Regions from separate parts of the Mus musculus genome. Here region 1 is linked to region 2. Evidence: chromatin contacts called from public promoter capture Hi-C data. All regions are on one chromosome and are shown on one strand. The core of a region is the stretch at or near the end of the contact, and the rest is flanking DNA. Distances in the headings are between cores, read along the strand shown.

Region 1 (3,127 bases), core at 145-2,644, 400 kb before region 2:
ACAAGCTTTGTCACCATTCAGATTCAGAGTCCCGGCTATTCTAAATAGGATCCTGTTATCGCCAACTGGGACTTTGGGGGATAAGTATTCCATGAGGAAGGTCAAAGAAAATGTCAGCCTTTCCTCTTCTATCTGCAGGGCCCTGGATACAAGAGCTGACTTCTGGATTATGAGACTGCAATTTTGAAAGGAAAAAAAAAAGATCAACACACCCCACCATCTATTTATTTAATATTAAAAATAATATTTCACTGAGTTTGGCTGGCGTCAGACTGAGCGGTTACTCATACAGGAATTCAAACAAAAGCAGCCTTGGCCCCAGGCCAGTGGGCTGGTGCTGGGTGGTCCAAGTCCATCCTTAGCTCCGAATAAGTAGCTTGTAAGCTGCTTGCAGACCTGCTTTGGTTTGGGAAGATGATGTATTCATTTATTTATTAGAAATGTTTTAACAGGAAATGCTAATCGTTTGCATTTAGCGAGAACTGCCAGGGAGACAGCTGGAGGAACCCAGCAAACATTGCTGGGTGGAAGTTCGCTGTTCTTGGCCCTGGAGCCCAATCAGTGTCTGTTGTAAGAATGTTCTAGAACTTAGCACACCAACTTAGTGCAAAAGATCTTGGTTGTCTCACTTTAGAACAAAAGAAAGGAACGGGGTCCATTCTCTAGCCACCCCGCCTTCTCTCCCTGTCTCCATGTGTTTCTTGGGGACCTAAGGGTGGCTTGTGGGTACAGATGCTGGTTCTGATTGGCGTGAATGAGTCAAGTTCAAACCTCCAGGTAGGCTAATGGGAGCTGAGATGTGAGCAACACATGTGTAACTTGAAGCAGTTTTTATCATGACTATGGACTGGAGTCGGTCATGGACTCAGAGTTTACATGTGTGTGTCTTTGATGTGTATAAGAGCCAACAGCAGGTATCTCCAGGGATTTCAGGCATGTCTCCCAGGTGCAGAGTGTACTCCAGTATTTGGGGTGGTTTTCGTCACATCAGAGGGAAGATAAAGAAGGGACAATAAATACAACACAGAGGTATACATACAGGAGGAGAGTGAGCAAGTCTGTGCTTTAAGAATCCTCTTGCAAAGAATTACTTCGGAAGAATGTAGGATTTTCCTCATGGGGGAAGGGCGTGGGGCATGGGGTCTAATGTCTAACCCGGTCTGGCACGACAAATTTGCTGTTCCTGTGTTTCCAGATAACAATGGAGGTGAAGCGGGGGCCCTGGAAACCAGTCAAGATCCCCAGAGATAAACCCTGGGGCAGCAAGAAGGCTGTCAATGAAAAGTGGCCTGACCTTTCGCCTCGTGAGTCACAGAATTCCCACAAATGCTGTGTCCCCACCAGCTCTGGCAGAACTCACCGCCACAGTCCAGACTTCGAAGCCACTTTGTAAACAGAGAGGAGGGTGTGTTGTACCAAGTCAGAGCACTGGTACCCGGAGCACCTCAAAACACAGGGTGTGTGCTCTCTTACCCTTCTTCCCAGGTTCAAAAAGTCATAGAACCCTTAAACAGTTTGCCTCTGCAAATGCGGTCTACAGCCATCTAAGTGCCTTTAAATGGATCTGAATGTAGCGTTCCACATCTGAACCAAGAGCCTTTGGGAGGACTGTGCTAAAGCAGTGAATCTCAAGGGAAGGGGGGGCAAGGGTGCAGGGGCAGGGGCGTGGGCGTGGGTAGGGATGAGACCAAAAGAAAGAGATGCTATGCTTTCAGTGTGGTTTGTCTACCCCAAGACTCACACTGGAGTTTAATCTCTCTTGTGGGGCACTCAATCAGATGAAGTCTTTGGGAGGTGATGGGGGTAAGATAAGGTCACCAGGGTGGAGCCCCTTGATTTAATACCGTGGCTGTAAAAGAACAGGAAGAAACCAGAATACACGCACGCACATGCTCTCTGTCCCTTGTCGTGTGATACCGTGCGTCACCAGGTTGCCATCAGCAAGGCTATCACCAGATGCAGCCCCATGACCTTTGACCAGAACCATGAGCCAAAAGAAACTTCTAGTAATTAGTATGTGTCTTCCCTAGTCGGCTGCTGTTGTGTTAAGAGCAACAGAAAACATAAAACCAATGGGTCTATACTGTTGACAGCACTTAAGAGTTAAATAAAAGTTGGGGGTTCACTGAATGTCTTATTTAAGATACAAAGTTAATTAATCTCTTTGCACCTTGGGTTCTGCAACAAAAATGAGAGTGTTTTGAAGTCTCTGGTTTTTGAATCCATAAACTCAGATTTTTTTTCCCCCCATGACAACAGTCTTACTATACATTCACCATACCTCAAAAACAAACACACAAACCATTGACCACCATGCTTACTTCTAGGATGATGGTTCCCAGTCCTAGCTGTCCATGTAGTCACTCGGCGAGCTAGCCAATGACAATGTTGGTGTGCAAAGCCACTCCCAGAGGTGATGGAGTTGACCTGGATTGGCTCAGATACCAGAATCTCTCTTCTACCGTCTTTGAAAACAAGACCTTCTTTTCTTTGAAGTAGCCCATCTGCTCCCTAACCATTTCCACCCCAGACTCCCTGCATAGCCCATTACTTGAAAGTGCCCCATAGTTCAAAGCCTAACTCAGCTTCCCTCTTCTCAAGAAGGCCTTCACGGATGATGCCCCAGGCCTCCTACCTCCCTTCCTCCCTTGCACAGGAAGTTCTCCATAGCAACATTGAGAATGATGCCGATGATTCCGGTACCCAGCAAGTTATCAGGCTCACTGTGGAGTGTGTTGCTCGCATCATGCTGTGTCGTTCTCACAGCAACACTGCTGGCTAGTGTGGGAACACAAGAAGTCTATGCGCTGACTCCCCTGAGGTTACACAGCTGCAACTGGCAAATCCAGGCCCCAGAGAGAAAAGTTACACTTTAGTAGCCCAGCTCACTTCTGAAAACCCCCCCCTTCCATGCCTCTACTTCTACCAGAAGTTCCTATCTGTTACTTCTCTGCATTTCATACTCCTCCGCCCACTAACACTCTCCACTGCTGGTGCTTGCTATCGTCAGATTTACATAGTCACTGGTTGCCATTGCTATCCAGGCAGAAGGCCTCAGCTCCTGCGCATGATCAGGATTTGTCTTAGAGAGATCTACTTTATGTTGAAGTCTTCAGGGACACTTAAT
Region 2 (2,845 bases), core at 101-2,600:
AATCAACCGCCAAGCCATCTCTCCAGCTCCTGCTGGTCTAACCTTGAATTTTGTTACAATTAAGGAAATTTAAGGGGGGGGGGTGCTGGTGAGATGGTTTAGTGGGTAAGAGCACTGACTGCTCTTCCAAAGATCCTGAGTTCAAATCCCAGCAACCACATGGTGGCTCACAACCATCTGTAATGAGATCTGATGCCCTCTTCTGGAATGTCTGAAGACAGCTACAGTGTACTTACATATAGTAATAAATAAAATCTTAAAAAGAAAAGAAAAGAAAGGAAAGGAAAGGAAAGGAAACGAAACGAAACGAAACGAAACGAAATGAAACGAAAAGAAACTTAGAAACTTTAGCGGTTAAGAGCACTGACTGCTCTGCCAGAGGTCCTGAATTCAATTCCCAGCAACAACATGGTGGCTCACAACCATCTGTAAGGGATCCGATGCCCTCTTCTGGTGTGTCTGAAGACAGAGACAGTATATTCACATTAAATAAATAAATAAATAAGTAAATAAATAAAATCTTTAAAGAAAGAGAGAGAGAGAGAGAGAAACCTTAGATTGTGATCTACTGAGATGGCTCAGTGGTTAAAGGCATTTGCTGCTAAGCCTGACTGAGTTTGAACTTGGTACCCAAAATGCTGGAAGAAGAGAACAGACTACCTTCCACAACTTGCTTTCTGATTTCCACACAAACATCATGGCATGAATACACAAGAGAGAGAGAGAGAGAGAGAGAGAGAGAGAGAAAATTTGAAGTAAATTGTGGTAAAATGTTCACTCTGTGAATTGTACAGCCCAGTTTATCACGCACATTTGTAATATGTGCCTAGCACAACAACTCACTTTTAGAACTCTCTTCATCTGACACTGAAACTGCTCTCCTTAAGATGAAAGTCTCCATCCCTCTCATTCTCTACCCCACCTCCTGCTCTTCCAGCCCCAGACACCATTCTGCATTCTGTCTGTGCGACTGTATAAACTCTATCTAAACAGAGGCACGGCTTACTGCCATACGACTGGCTTATTGCTTATTGCATAATCCAGATCCAGTCGTGCTAAGGTGTGTGTCAGCGCTTACCTGGTTTTGAAGGCCCTTTCTCTCTCTCTCTCTCTGCCTGTCTTCACTTCTTTGAGATTTAACCATGCTGAATAATATAACAATTTTATTCTAATTGTGGTTGCTTTTGTGGGTCTGGAAACACAATTTTGGGTCCCTCGTGTGCTAAGCAAGAGCTTTACCACTGAGCTAAACTTCAGCCCCATTTTTAATTTTCCGGAAGCTCTGTCACACTGCTTGGCTTAGAAGCAACATCACTTTCTGCTCACAGTGCCTAAAAGAGTCCAGTTTCTCCCCCTCCTCCAAGCCTTGTCATGTGTTTCTCACAGCAGCCGTTGCGGTGCACTTGAGGCGGCAGCTGGCTGTGGTTGCTGCTGCCGGGCACCTTTCAGATGTGGACTTGGCTTGTTTTAGTTGGACCTATTCTGGAGGGCCCACCCCTGTTCTAGATAACCTGGCTTGTCTGAGCCCCTCCGATCCTCAGGCTCCTCAGACCCCATTTGAGAGTGGCTTTCTCCGGGAGACTTTCTTCACAGCACTTCTCTTTTTAATGAGGCACAGAATTTACTTCCGTATTTTGCTTACTGTCTGCCCCGGTTAGAACATCAGTTCCATAGAGACAGGGATATAGGCTTGTTTACCCAGAGTCCCCAGCTTACAGTAAAGTTTTGGACAGACAGCTATGCTCTAGGACATTGAAGGAAAACCAACCGCAGGAGTAGAGGGCTGGTTGAGTGGAGTCAGCTCTGGGGACAGCCTGAGCCTGTGGCAACCCCAGCTGCCATTGGAAGACCTCTCTTGCAACCAGAAGAGTCAAACGGAAGGATCTTACCTGTTCCAAGAACTGGATTAAGGCTTCCCGGTTACCCAGCCACTCCCTCTGCAGCTCCTCTTGCCGGGGAAACTTGTCGCAACTCAGCTCGAGCGTGATCTCAAAGCAGTTAGTGTGGAGATAATTGAAGTCTTGCATTCCTAGGGAAAGAGACAGCGGCAGATCTTTGTGTCGAGGGACCCACCATTGCCACCTTTCTCGTTAGTCACAGTTTCTCCACCACATCTTTATCAGCTTCTCTCCTACCTCTTGACATCTGCTAACTTACTCTCCACAGAGCTGTTCCTGAGTCTCAGGCTGAAGGTTAGCCTGGTCTACATAGCAAGTTCCAGGTCTGCCTAGGCTACATAGCGAGGCTCTGTCTTAAAATAAACACAGAGACCAGCAACCATAACTAAACAACTGGTTTCCTCCCAGGTACTAAAGCCCCTAGAAGGTGAGCCATGCAGCTTAACACAGATCACTGGGCCTTAACTCAGGGTTTAACTCAGGAGGCACAGGGCACAGGGCAAGGGCCCCAAGTTTCTGTGTTGGACAACTTCCCAGGTTACTGTGGTCAGAGACCTCATTGCTGAGACAACCACTAGAATTGACCTAATTAACTATTGTTAATCTTGGGATTGTGTTGATTTGGTTTAGGGTGGAGATTCTCTGAGGAGGCACGGGCCATGCTTTCTGAGAGGATAGGGAGGGTGGGGAGGGAGAGAGGGAGGGAGGGAGGGAGGGAGGGAGAGAGAGAGAGAGAGAGAGAGAGAGAGAGAGAGAGAGAGAGAGAGAGAATGATTTGAAAAAGTATAGTGGCACATGCCTTTAATCCAAGCACTCGGGAGGCAGAGGCAGGCGGATTTCTGAGTTTAAGGCCAGCCTGGTCTACAAAGTGAGTTTCAGGACAGCCAGGGCTATACAGAGAAACCCTGTCTCGGGGGAAAAAAAGAAAAAAGAAAAAAAAAGAAAAA

Evidence for each region. Capture Hi-C pulls out chosen DNA fragments and counts their contacts.
Region 1: a contact with region 2 is called in a promoter capture Hi-C map of adipose tissue. The contact joins two enhancer-like sites. A contact is called at or near these places in 1 of 115 datasets of contacts at active chromatin or transcription factors (pancreatic cancer cells) and 1 of 9 other capture datasets (adipose tissue).

Annotation. Positions count from the first base shown.
Region 1 is chr19:43,563,042-43,566,168 of GRCm38.p6, forward strand. All of the region lies in intron 1 of Gm34636 (a long non-coding RNA gene), which reads right to left. Among named protein-coding and RNA genes, the nearest start is that of Gm34636, 4.4 kb to the right of the region's middle. Within about 2 kb of position 1,395, at least 13 of the 459 cell types and tissues checked have an H3K27ac peak or open chromatin away from gene starts, as enhancers often do. A contact at or near this core is called in adipose tissue, where this site is marked.
Region 2 is chr19:43,964,286-43,967,130 of GRCm38.p6, forward strand. Cpn1 (carboxypeptidase N, polypeptide 1) reads right to left here. Exons shown (of 9, transcript NM_030703.2): 6 at 1,890-2,029. Among named protein-coding and RNA genes, the nearest start is that of Cpn1, 21 kb to the right of the region's middle. Within about 2 kb of position 1,351, at least 60 of the 459 cell types and tissues checked have an H3K27ac peak or open chromatin away from gene starts, as enhancers often do. A contact at or near this core is called in adipose tissue, where this site is marked.